Regions from separate parts of the Sus scrofa genome. Here region 1 is linked to region 2. Evidence: chromatin contacts called from public Hi-C data. All regions are on one chromosome and are shown on one strand. The core of a region is the stretch at or near the end of the contact, and the rest is flanking DNA. Distances in the headings are between cores, read along the strand shown.

Region 1 (3,207 bases), core at 201-2,700, 640 kb after region 2:
TCTGGACCTACACCACAGCTCATGGCAATGCCAGATCCTTAACCCACCACGCGAGGCCAGGAATCGAAGCTGCATCCTCATGGGTGCTAGTCAGATGTGTTTCCACTGAGCCATGAAGGGAACTCCCTTGCATAATTTTAGATTTATTGAAAAGTTGCAAAGGTAATGGGGGAGTTCCAATATGCCCTTCATCCAGCTTCGCTAAAGTCGACATGTTCTATAATCGTCATAATTGTCAACACTAAGAACTTAACCTTGGTGCAATACTATTAACTAAACTATAGGCTTCATCTGGACAGCAATCGTTTTTCCTAATGTCTTTTTCTATTCCAGGATCCAATCCAGGATTTCAGATGCTAAATTTAATTATTTACAAATCTTTCAGCCTTGAAAACATGTCCACTGCCAGCCCACTCACCATGAGGACAAGAGAGTTCTCAGAAGGTAAGGACCCCTGGAAACATAATTCTTTATGTGGACCACAAGATATGCACTTGCTAAACATGTGCTAAGCAATATAGACTAAGAGAGATCTGTTACATTGCTGGTATCGATGCAAGGACCTTAATACCTCTGCTACCCTTCCCCCGTATTTCCATTATAATCATGAGTGTCAAGAATGCAAATAGGCTAATACTGATTTGGGCATGTGTAATACACACCCACGCATATGTATCTAAAAGCACACACATATAGAAACATTCTCTATGACAAAGGAAACAGTTCAAACCAGTTGAGAAATGTTGGACAGTTCAATAAATGGTGTGAAAACAAGTGGCTATTCATGCGACATAAATACCTAGGTAGACTCCTACGTAGCTCTTTACCTAATATCAGTCACAAAAATAGCTTCCTGAATTATTAAAGCATCAAATATCAAAGAAGTAAAAACGTCAAATAATTAGAAGGAAACACAGAGAAATATCTAACATGGAGGTAAGTCAGGCTTTCTAAACACAAGTGCTGTATGGGAACCAACAAAACACTGGATGACAAAGCTAGATAAGAGACATTTTCAAAATATGTAACAAGAAATATTCATGATGAGAAAAAGACAAGAGCATATAAAAATGTCTATAAATCTATAGGTAAAAGACTAAATAAACAAGCCAACAGAAAATGACTTAAGGATTTGAACTGGCAATTCCCAGGAACAGAAGAATAAACCCGACAAGGCACATCGAAGGGTCTTTGCTATCAGTGGTAATCAGGAGGCAAAAATGGAAGCAACTTAAGATGCTGTTTTCACCCAAAGGGTTACCATGAGTTAGGCAAATGCATATCAGTCTGGAGTGTGGGTGATGGAAAGGGGCCTTGCTTGAACTGACCTAATGGAAGGACTGTCAGTGAGGACAGCCTTACCCAGGGGTTTTTAACCAGCCAGCAAATGCACATCTCACATCTGTGGATGACAATTGCTGCATCTGCAGTTCCAAGCAGGACCTGCTGGCGAGGACTAGGAGGCATACACCTGCAGGCTGGGCATGACCCAGAACTGCAGCCTCAAGTCAGGGCACCAGGGCCTGGAGTCAAGGCAGGAACTTGACCCTTTCCACCGGCTGCAAGATTGATCCAGGAGAACATAGAAAATACGGTTCCCAGTAAGTGCTGTGTCTCTGTGTCCTGGCCTAGCTTCACCCTCTCCCATCCCCACCCACAAATCAGACCCCTATGTCTGCTCATGAAAATGTAAGGCAGAGGGACGAGAGACCTGCAGCTCTAAGAACTGCTGAGGATGCTGCTGGCCATTTACAACCAGACCTTAAAGCCCTACCTGAGAAGAGCCTTGACCCCTGCCTTCTGCCAGGTCTGCCCTCTCAGGAGGTGATTCCAAAGATCCTTTCTCAAAGGATCCTTTCCCCAACCCCCTGTCCCACTCTCCTCACTATGAAGCTTTATTTAGAGCCTTAGTACAAGAGGCCCTGACACGGCACCCACCATGTATATTGTCTATGTTCCTCTAGAATCATTGTTGATGCCCCCAGAGAAAAGCCAAATTGCAGGCTCCTTCAGGGCGTATTTGCCTGACTTATGAGATTTACTTAGAGTCTATGAGTGCCTTCACTGGGGAGTGAGGGTTCTATGTTCATAGAGGTTTGCAGGACTTCTCAGAGCCTTTAGTAAGCAAATACCCACTGCAAGCACATTGACCACAAACCATCAATTATAAGACATGGAACCCACCATATTCCATGCTCCTCTGAGCATGGAGCCTGTTATTCTCTCTAGAGAACTCTCCTAGGACCAAGGGCTATGTGGAAAACACTTTTAGAAACCCGAGGAGGGCAGAAACCACTTCCAAATCTGAGCCAAATCCTGGCTCATCTTTTACCTATATGAACTTGGGTATGTTTGGGCCTTAATTTACTTGAATGAAAAGGGAAATGTTAACCATATCTAACAGGTGGTATATTTTTCTTCCTTATTTTCATATATATTTGGAAACATTAATTCTTAAATTACTTCTTAAATTTATGACTAGTATGTTTAGGATGTTAAGTAAAAATTCAAAGCCTTCCCCAACCCCCTACCTCCATCTCTCAAAAACCTGAGACCCTTGTTTTGCACAGCCTTTTAGAACTTCCATGTGAACATTTAAAAATGGAAAACAAAGATTGATGCTTGGCTCACAAGCCAGGACATCGATGACCTCCAGTTCTGGTGGCTGCTATGAAGAGGTGAAGGCAGTGGATATGCCCAACTTTGAGGTTGGCACATGACGGGATCCCCATAAATACCAGTTCAAAGCGAGCTCCTGCCTTTGGGCTGGGCTGCGCTCAGGGGGCCCTGTGCCAGTTGCTTTCAGAGTTGATGACTTCCAGAAGTCACTGCTCTGTGCTAATTCAGGAAGAAATTGATAGCTGCCAAGCTCCAGCCCTTGGAGCCTCTGAAAGCAAACAAGTGTGGAAGAGATGTGTGTCCAGCCTCTCTGAGTGGCCACAAGGCTCAGAGCAGCGCCTTTATCTGCCTGGGGCCAAACCACTTTCCTGCTGGTGCTGCCAAAAGAAATCTCCGTCCAGGGGAATGGGAGTAAGAGCAGGAAGGAGGAGGAGGCATGGAAAGGGTTCCAGCACCACCACTGGCCAGGCTCCCCCCTCCTCTCCATCAAGTTCTCTCCGACTCTTGACCAGCCAAGCTCGGAAGAACTCCTCATGGATTTTTACCCTGTCAAATTACTCCTTTACAGAAAAATGCTGCTGCAGATGG
Region 2 (2,867 bases), core at 52-2,551:
CCAGTCCGGGTCCCATTCACAAGTCGGCGGCGGCTGCGAGCTGCCCCCGCGGCATCTGCTCGCGACGCTCCCCTCGGCTGGCGGCGGCCGCGGAATGAGCCGCCGAGCGCGCTAGTGGCAGGAATGAGAAACCGGGGGGAGGTGGCGGGCGGTGGGGGGGGGCTGGGGGAGGAGGAGGGAGGCCGCCGCTGGGAGGGAATGAAAGGGCGGGGGGCGGAGAGGAGCCGAGGCCGCGAGACGCGGCTAGCTGGGCCTCGCGGAGTCTGCGGGGGCTGGCCCGTCCGCGCCCCTCCCTCCAGGGACCCCTGGGATGCAAACCCCGGGATTCGTGGCCACCTCCTCCCGCCCTGGGTCGCCGAACTCTGGCTCCCCTGGGTTTCAGACGGAGTCTAGAGCGACTGAAGTTGGGCTCAAGAGACGCACAACCAATCAAGGAGGGCGGCAGAGGGAAGCTGGGGAGGGCTCGGGAGCCCCTTTTTCCTCCTTCGCCCAAATCCGCTCCAGCTGGTCAGGCTGGGCCCTTGCCCAGGAGGCCTGGGTGGTGGGTAGGGGGGAAGCATCGCTCAAGTGGGGGAGGCAAATGGGAATTGCTCTTCCTCACCCCACCTTCCAGAGATCTCTCCACGTCGTCAGCTTCTGCCCTGCCCCCTCTACCCATCCCTAGCAAACTCAGCTTGGGGTGCGGGTGGGGAAACCTGAGGGAGGGAGACTTCGGACTTCGGAAGAGCCACGTCTCCATTCTCTCCCAGCTTTCCCTCCCCCTCCATCCCCAATGCCACTTGTAAGGAAGGGGGTGCCTGGAGTGCTTAGCCAGGGTCAGCCTGGCGCCCGCCACCCCACCCTTGACTCCAGCTTCAAGCAGGTACAGCACCCCCCCGCCGCCGCCCCTCCGGCCGCACGTATCGACACTTGTTGCCTCCCGCCCCTTCGCTTCACTGGCTGCCCGACCCGCTCCGTGGAGAGTGCGGTTCTGCGGGAGACTGGGCCTGGTGGGGGGGGGGCAGTGCCCAAATCCTCCCTGGGTCTTCCCCTGCATCCCAGGAGGAAGACCCGACGGAGAAAGGGGTCCCGGGCCTGCTTCCTGCCCACGCGGAGTAGATGGGAGAAAAGGCTGGCGGGGACAGGGCTTCAGAATCACGCCAGGGACTGGGCGGGGCGCTCGTGCTTCGGGGAGCGGAGTTGGAACCCGCAAACACCGCCGTCCCTAGGGTAGAGGGGAGCAACTGTGGCCTGGTGGGAACCCCTAGCTGGAACAAGTTTTTCGGGTGGGAGATGGCGAAAAAAGCAGAAGTGGAGGCACGATGAACAAGCAAATGCATAACGGGGTAAAGAAATGCCAGGACGGACGGAGACGAGGACGGAAAAGGAGTGACGGCCCGGGCAGAAAGGGAAGAGGATGCGGAGGGAGAGGGGAGCGAGAGGGGAGAAGAGGGACGGAGGAGTTAACGTTAAAAGAACGAAGAAGGAAGAAAAAGCCTCAGCGGGCAAATGGGAAAGGAAACCGGGTAGTGGGGGGAGAGTGCTGGTAGCCAAAGCCTGCCCTTGGTCTCCAAGCCGCTGGCGCATGGGTCCGCGAGACACAGAGCCCTCGGGTTCTCACGCAGCGCCAGGCTGCGCGCAGGGGCGGCGGGCGGGGCGGGGCCATCCAGGCACCACGCCCCCACCCCCGCGAGCCCTCGTGATTCCAGACGCTCCGGGATCCCTGAGTCGGAGGTTGCTGCTACCTCCGCGTCTTTAGCACCCGGTGAGGCCGTGGTTTTTAAACTGCTGAATGTGGGGGCGCTGAGTTTCCTGTTGTTGGTTCCCTTGTGCCTCTGTGCGCCCGCCCCTCCTCCATCCCCTTACCTCCCAAAGGTCAGAAGGAGACAAGCCTCTGGGCCTTAGGTACTCCCACCCTGGCCGCAAACTTGTGGGTGCTTTGATAGGCACTCCCTAGGCCCACGAGGCTAAGCGCTTTCCCAGAGAGCCGGATGAGTGGGACACGGTGCCTGCCTCTTCTCAGGTTGGTCCCTGACCCTGGGGGAGACCCTTCCACACACTGTTTGCTTCCTCTCAACCTCTCTGCTCCTGTATATATTTATCTGCCACTTCTGTCTGCTGTAAGCCCTAAAACTTTGAATATGTCCTAGGCCATTGCCAAGGTCCCCCACACTCTCAAGGAGCAGAGCATGGTGATGGGGTGCTTTGACTTCCATGATTCCGCTTATAAATGAAGATACACAGGAGAGAGAGGACGAGGGTCCCACTCTCCCTCAGAGACACTTGGATTTTGCTCCCGTTTGTCTAGTAATGGCTGTCTGAATTTTCTCATGCTTTCCACCTAAGTGAAAGTGTAAACAGGAAGGGAAGGTGAAGGGCCCTTCAGTCTAATTGCACCTATACGGAGATACCTGGGATTCATTGATGATTAAGGGGTTGATTGATGAGTGAGAAGTTTCATTAACTCCATTTTGGAGGAACGTCCAAGAATGAGCCTGGTCACATGTAACCTGACATTATTTGTAATGTGTCCTTTGTTTTGGTTCAGTGACAGCAGTTGTTTGGTGATGGTGGTGGCAGTGGTGGTGGTTTTGTTTTTTCTTTAAGACTGTCTTTTTCATGAATGATAGAATCAGCAAATTTTTTAAATGTTAAAAATTGCTTGGTAGATTGCCACTGACGTTGCTCACCTTGAGTCAGATTGAGCCCAGTGTATTGCAGCAGTCAATAATCCTTTGTGTAACCCAACAGTTTTATGCCTGGGAGTGTATCCAAGACAACTGGCAGCTTATGCACAAACTTATGCATAAACACATGCACCTGACTCTCCATAGCTGCATTAGTCATTATGGCCAAAAACTGGAAACAATTCAATGTCTTTCAGTTGG

What was found. Hi-C and Micro-C count contacts between places; a contact is called where the count stands out from the background.
Region 1: a Hi-C map of omental adipose tissue shows a contact between it and region 2, with 2.0 times the contacts expected there. The contact joins the enhancer-like site here to the promoter of LOC106507571 in region 2. A contact is called at or near these places in 9 of 47 Hi-C or Micro-C datasets (embryonic fibroblasts, fetal heart ventricle, fetal skeletal muscle and 4 more).

What each region holds. Positions count from the first base shown.
Region 1 is chr6:26,571,326-26,574,532 of Sscrofa11.1, forward strand. The region is part of intron 7 of LOC102162742 (a long non-coding RNA gene); the gene reads right to left. Among named protein-coding and RNA genes, the nearest start is that of CDH5, 540 kb to the right of the region's middle. Within about 2 kb of position 1,451, at least 1 of the 83 cell types and tissues checked has an H3K27ac peak or open chromatin away from gene starts, as enhancers often do. A contact at or near this core is called in omental adipose tissue, where this site is marked.
Region 2 is chr6:25,933,541-25,936,407 of Sscrofa11.1, forward strand. LOC106507571 reads left to right here and starts at 1,302. Exons shown (of 8, transcript XM_021097535.1): 1 at 1,302-1,325; 2 at 1,510-1,744. The coding sequence starts at 1,302. It also overlaps a transcript of CDH11 not described here.